Linked DNA regions of Sus scrofa: region 1 is linked to region 2. Evidence: chromatin contacts called from public Hi-C data. All regions are on one chromosome and are shown on one strand. The core of a region is the stretch at or near the end of the contact, and the rest is flanking DNA. Distances in the headings are between cores, read along the strand shown. Region 1 overlaps MIB1 (E3 ubiquitin-protein ligase MIB1). Region 2 holds the start of SNRPD1 (small nuclear ribonucleoprotein Sm D1).

Region 1 (2,715 bases), core at 211-2,710, 230 kb before region 2:
AAAATAAACAATCTACTTCTTATTGTGAAAATAAATGAGATACTCAAAAGATTAAGACAAAATGCCTGGTACTAATTAAGAGCTCAGTAAAGTTAGCTGTTACTCTTATTTTAAAGCAAAAATAATGTAAAAGCTTTGGGAAACTCCTAGGGGAAAATACTACATTTAAGGCTCTAGAATCTGTGTTATCAACTGCTAACTGTAACCAGCTTTCATGTCTCTGTAGGCATCACTATGATCTATGATAGGGTCAGCAAACCACAGCCTGTTGGCCAAACCCAGTCATCTGTTTTTGTAAATAAAGTTTTAATGGAAAACAGTCCAACTCATTTTTTTTTTTTTAACTTGTCATCTCTGATTGTTTCTGCACTACAAACGCAGAAGTGAATGCTTGGAAAGGGGTGAGTAGTTACTAGGGAAATCATGTGGTCCAAAACGCCAAAAGTGTTTATTATTTGACCCTTTACAGAAAATGTTTGCTGGGCTATGAAAACTTACAAAACCTGAGCTCTTTTTGCTTAAGATAGAATTCTCTTTCTTCGTGCCCTCTGACAGCTGATAACAGCCATTATACCAGTCTTTGGTAAACAGAAACAATTACTTATAGCAGAACATTACTGTAGAAAACCTTGATCCTTTCTTAGTTGATGGGCTACTGATTAGAATGAAAAAAACACCAATGCTGAAAGCAAATCTGTGTCAATGGGATTAATCTATCATACAATTTGTTTCTTTAGTCAAATATTATATTAAAACCCAGCACCTAAATGACTGAACTACTTTCTAATAGTAAAAAACATGCTCTACTTTGGGCTCATTTTGGGGGGGGCATGCCTACAGCATGTAGAAGTTCTAGGGCCAAGGACAGGACCCAAGCCACAGCAGCAACCTGAGCCACAGCAGTGACAACACCAGATTCTTAACCTGGATCTCTGAGCCACCCACCAGGGATCACCTACCTTGGGCTGCACTTTACTTCAAGTAAAGTGTAAGTTGTTAAACTTGTTTAAAATTCTTCATTGACAAGTAAAAAGAAGAGAATATTAATACTAAGTATATTAACTTGAACAAAGGAGACATACAAAAGCAAAGTTTAAAACTTCTCTTAAACTTTAATGTTACTTATCCTCACAAAGAAAAGATTTCTATGAGCTCTCAACACAGAAAGGTTAAGAAAGCCAGACACTACTCCCGCCCTATGGTTGCTGCGGTGGTTCAAAGGGCAAGTGTACAAGAGGGACAACATAAAGGTGAAGACATGAAGATGTGCTAATTAAGATGTGAAAAAAGGCTAGACTAAATATTTCAACATTCATTTTTGGCAATGATTTCTCCTGTGTGTGAGGAGAGATCATTCTGCAGACACAGAAATGAAATAAAAGGCGGAGCTGGTAGAATGCAGCACATTCAGTTCCCTAACACTAGGGACTGAGGTAGGAAAGAGGTGACATTCTTGAACAGAGAACAACTAGAAGGTCCTAAAAGCCCACCAACTCTTCTGCTCATGAGGTACTAAAAAAAAAAAAAAATCCAAAGATACAATTTGTTTCACTTTCTATTTTTATGATAATTCAGAGGAAGTTTTGTATGAGCTACTTACTCTCACAAGCACACATGTGTCCACACGGCTGAAAAAGAACAGCTGCTTTCTTGTCAGAGCATACCACACATTCTTCAATCTGCAAAAAAGAAGTTACAGCACAAGTGTGAACATCTACAAATAAATCCAGTGACTCTAACAGTGCCTTCTGTATCCCGATGTATTTCTCCTCCATAAGGAAGCACCCCCCCCCCCACAGAGGAATTTAACACACACTTCTCCCCTGTGCTCTACTCTCTTGGTTACTCATTTTCATATCTTTAAATACTCCACCTAAACATGTTCTATTTCCATTTTATTCTCCCTACCTATCTGAAAGAATGATACAGGAAAACTCCATTTTCTCTGAAGTCAGGGAGACCAAACTAGACTTCAATTTCCTTTTTTTTAAAAATACTTTTGAGAGAAAAATTTTTTTAAAATGACTAAGATAGATTACTAATATTGATTTTAAAAAATCTAGCCAAATTAGCCAGGGGTATTGATGACTAAGATAGATTACTAATATTGATTTTTAAAAATCTAGCCAAATTAGCCAGGGGTATTGTTCAGCTATCCCACATCTGAGGAATTCTATCCCAGCTGTCCACTGCCCTTGGCTCCTTATCTGTTTTTCATTGATGCGCCTCCCTTCTGACATACATTCTCCCCTTTTTGTGTCATTTAACATTACTGTCCAAAAATGATGACCAACACTTCACCTAAACAACCAAATATTGCACACACTCTCTCTACGAACCTTTCCAACTTAGACCTTGTTATGTACATAGAAACTATACACTCATGGGAACCTAGTGGGAAACAGTAACACACAACTGGTCAGGATCTTTCTATCCCTGGGTTCAATCCCAGCTCTGATATTAACAAAGTATCTAACACTGTTGAGCTGCAGCTTCTTAAAAGTCTGAGCGATAAAGAACAATCCTTTTTCACAAGGTGGTAAAGAGTCAATTAGAAGACATGGAGAGGAGTTAGGTGGCCTTTATTCAAGCACATCCTTGAACGACTCTATGTATGAGATACTGAGGGCATATCTGAACTACGACACAGCAATATGGAGGAGTAGAAAGAGTTCTGAGAAATATTTTTACAAAGACTTGGTAACTAATAAAATC
Region 2 (2,700 bases), core at 60-2,559:
CTGGGATTCTTGGCGTCTCTGGAGCACTGGGATGCAGGTTCGATCCCCAGTTCAATCCCCACCGGCACAGTCCAGCATTGCTGCAGTTGCCGAGTAGGTTGCAAATGCAGCTAGGATGTGTTCCCTGGTCCAAGAACTCCATGTGCTTAACTATTTGGTCGACATTGACAATTCTTGACTCAACAGACAATAAACTAGTTAAGCTAGTTTATAACTGCCGGCTGAGTTGTAAAAGCCTCTGCTTCTATGTTCCAGGCTCTCAGCCTCAAGGAGAAACATCAGAACTCAATCTATTTGCAGGTAGTTTTTGTGATGAATTAGCTCAACCAGTAAACGAGTCTTCAGCAGGCTCAACTAATCGACCAAATTTAAATACAGAAATAAACAGAATAAATCTCGATTATCTGTGTAATCAGCCAAAAAGTACGGAAGAGTGATTCTACCCCATATTGAGAGGTTTTTTCCTAAATCAAAGGGCTATTTTAAAGGGAAATGTAAGTTGAATAATCTTAAGGCTAGGGAATAACAACAAGAGGGAAAAAAAACACTATTAAAAAAAAAAAAAACCTCAGGAAATCAGAAGTCCATCCCTGATCCCTGATTTAAAATACTTCGGAATTGGATTTCATTATCTCCAGATAAACCCCTGCAGCTTCTAAGTACTCTTTTAAGTGTGACGGTAGTTTCATTAAAAAATATGCATTAATTTAAACTACTTGTGCAGGATGTACAATTTTTATGTCTCCCACGTTCTCAGGAAGCGTGGACCTAGTTAAATTTGCCGGTTCCTGAGTGCTGAGACGAGCCAGAAACGTTCTAACAGAAACGGAAGTCTGTAACTCACCGAAAGTAAGAGCTTGTAAGCCTGGCTCTGTACTTTTAAGGCCTCTAAGACACCTGATGGGAAAACACCGCCCGGCCTTCAACCTCTCGGAAGACCCGCAGATCCCTGGGCGACCCAGTCTGAAGCCTGGTCGAGTGCCCGCGGCGACGCGACCAAGATGGGGCGGGAGCGGCGGGCGCCGAAGGCCGTTAGCAGGCCGCGCGCGCACGCGGCTTTCGCGCCTCCTGCATCTCGGGCAGCTCAACCCCCCCGCTCCCGGTCCAGGACATCCCCTCATAGTACCCACCCTGCTCGGTCACCTCCTCACCTCACGAGCTTCATCCTCTCGGTCCGATAGTACACAAAACCCCACCGCAGAGGCCGACCCGCAGGGAGAATGAATGACCGGAAACGCTTACTCCCGGGGATCGACGTAAAGAGCGCGCGGATCCCTGCGCACTCACGGCGGAAACGCCGAGGCTGCGCTTGGGCCACTCTCCCTTCCGGCCGCGAGTAGCGCCAGTGCGGCCTCTGGCGGCAGGAGGTGTGCCTTGCAACTGTTAAGGGCGTTTAGGGCCGATCCAGGAGGAAACTTCCTGTAAGAGAGAGTATTTCAGGAAATTAAATCCTATTAGCGAGCATAACAAGGCTCCGGGTATTATGTAGCACCAAATTTTCTCGTGAATGAAAGGAAATAATTGGAGAATCCCAAAGGATTATGCTCCACCACCAGGTATCTCAGCGTTACTTAATGTGCTGAAGAAAATCATACAATTTAACTGATTATTTTCACTTTAAATTCTGGTCACAAACCTCAAAAGTGTCCCTTGCACTGCCCAGAGATCGTTATGCTTCTCTAATAAGCTCACAAAGTATTTCATACCTTCTTTCTTCTCTTTATCTCAAACCTTTTACAGTTCTTCTCCCAAATCACTCTCTAACGTATCCTACTTTTAGAAAACAGAAGCCATCCTTCTGCTTCCCTTTCTGTGACAACGATAGAAGTATTATTGCTCCTTTGGAAAGCAAATTCCTCTTGGTTGTAGTCTGGATCCCATCTCATTTCCTCAAGAATTTCACTCCTTCAATGATCCCCTTCTAATTTGAATCATCAATTCCTCCTTCTCTACTGATTTTTTCTATCAACATATAAATTTATCTAAAAAACAAACAAGCAACGAGTTCCCACTGTGGCGCAACAGGATTGGGCAGCATCTCTGCAGCTCCAGGACGCGGGTTTGATGTCCAGCCCTGCATTGCTACAGCTGGCTGTAGTGTGGGTTCCAACTGTAGGTTGGATCTGATTCCTGGTCTGGGAACTCCATATGCCTCGGAGATGGCCAAAAATGGAAAAAGAAAAAAAGGAAAGGAAGAAAGAAAAAATTTTGTAGTGCCAGTTGTGGGAACTCGGCAGGGTAAGAACCTGACTAGTATTCATGAGGATGTGGGATCTATCCCTGGCCTCATTCAGTGGGTTACGGCTCCAGTGTTGCCACAAGCTGCAGCGTAGTTCACAGATGCAGCTCAGATCCAGTGTTGCCGTAGCTGTAGTGTAGGCCTCAGCTGCAGCTCTGATTCAAGCTTCCATTTGCTGCAGGTGAGGTCTTAAAAAAAAAAAATTCTCCTCTCATGCAGCTCTAGCTCCCACCAGATTTCTTCCACAGAAAACCTCCTTAAATGAGCTGTCTATAACTTGTTTTTATTGCCTTGTAATTCGATCTTCAAATACACTGAGATTGCTTTTCTAATGGTGATCAAAAACCCAATACAAACTTCTGTCTTCCTCTTACTCAGCATCTCAGCAGCATTCAAAACAGACACTCTCCTTTGAAACATGCTCCTTTCTTGGCTTCCAGGATGCCAAGTATGCCTGGTTT

Evidence for each region. A called contact is a pair of places that touch in the nucleus more often than the background predicts.
Region 1: a contact with region 2 is called in a Hi-C map of fetal skeletal muscle, with 2.8 times the contacts expected there. The contact joins the enhancer-like site here to the promoter of SNRPD1 in region 2. A contact is called at or near these places in 3 of 47 Hi-C or Micro-C datasets (embryonic fibroblasts, epiblast stem cells and fetal skeletal muscle) and 2 of 2 datasets of contacts at active chromatin or transcription factors (alveolar macrophages and skeletal muscle).

The regions. Positions count from the first base shown.
Region 1 is chr6:107,027,571-107,030,285 of Sscrofa11.1, reverse strand. MIB1 (E3 ubiquitin-protein ligase MIB1) reads right to left here. Exons shown (of 21, transcript XM_003356369.4): 18 at 1,601-1,679. Among named protein-coding and RNA genes, the nearest start is that of MIR133A-2, 30 kb to the right of the region's middle. Within about 2 kb of position 1,460, at least 7 of the 83 cell types and tissues checked have an H3K27ac peak or open chromatin away from gene starts, as enhancers often do. A contact at or near this core is called in fetal skeletal muscle and skeletal muscle, where this site is marked.
Region 2 is chr6:106,796,810-106,799,509 of Sscrofa11.1, reverse strand. SNRPD1 (small nuclear ribonucleoprotein Sm D1) reads right to left here and starts at 1,309. Exons shown (of 4, transcript XM_003127854.5): 1 at 1,152-1,309. The coding sequence starts at 1,165.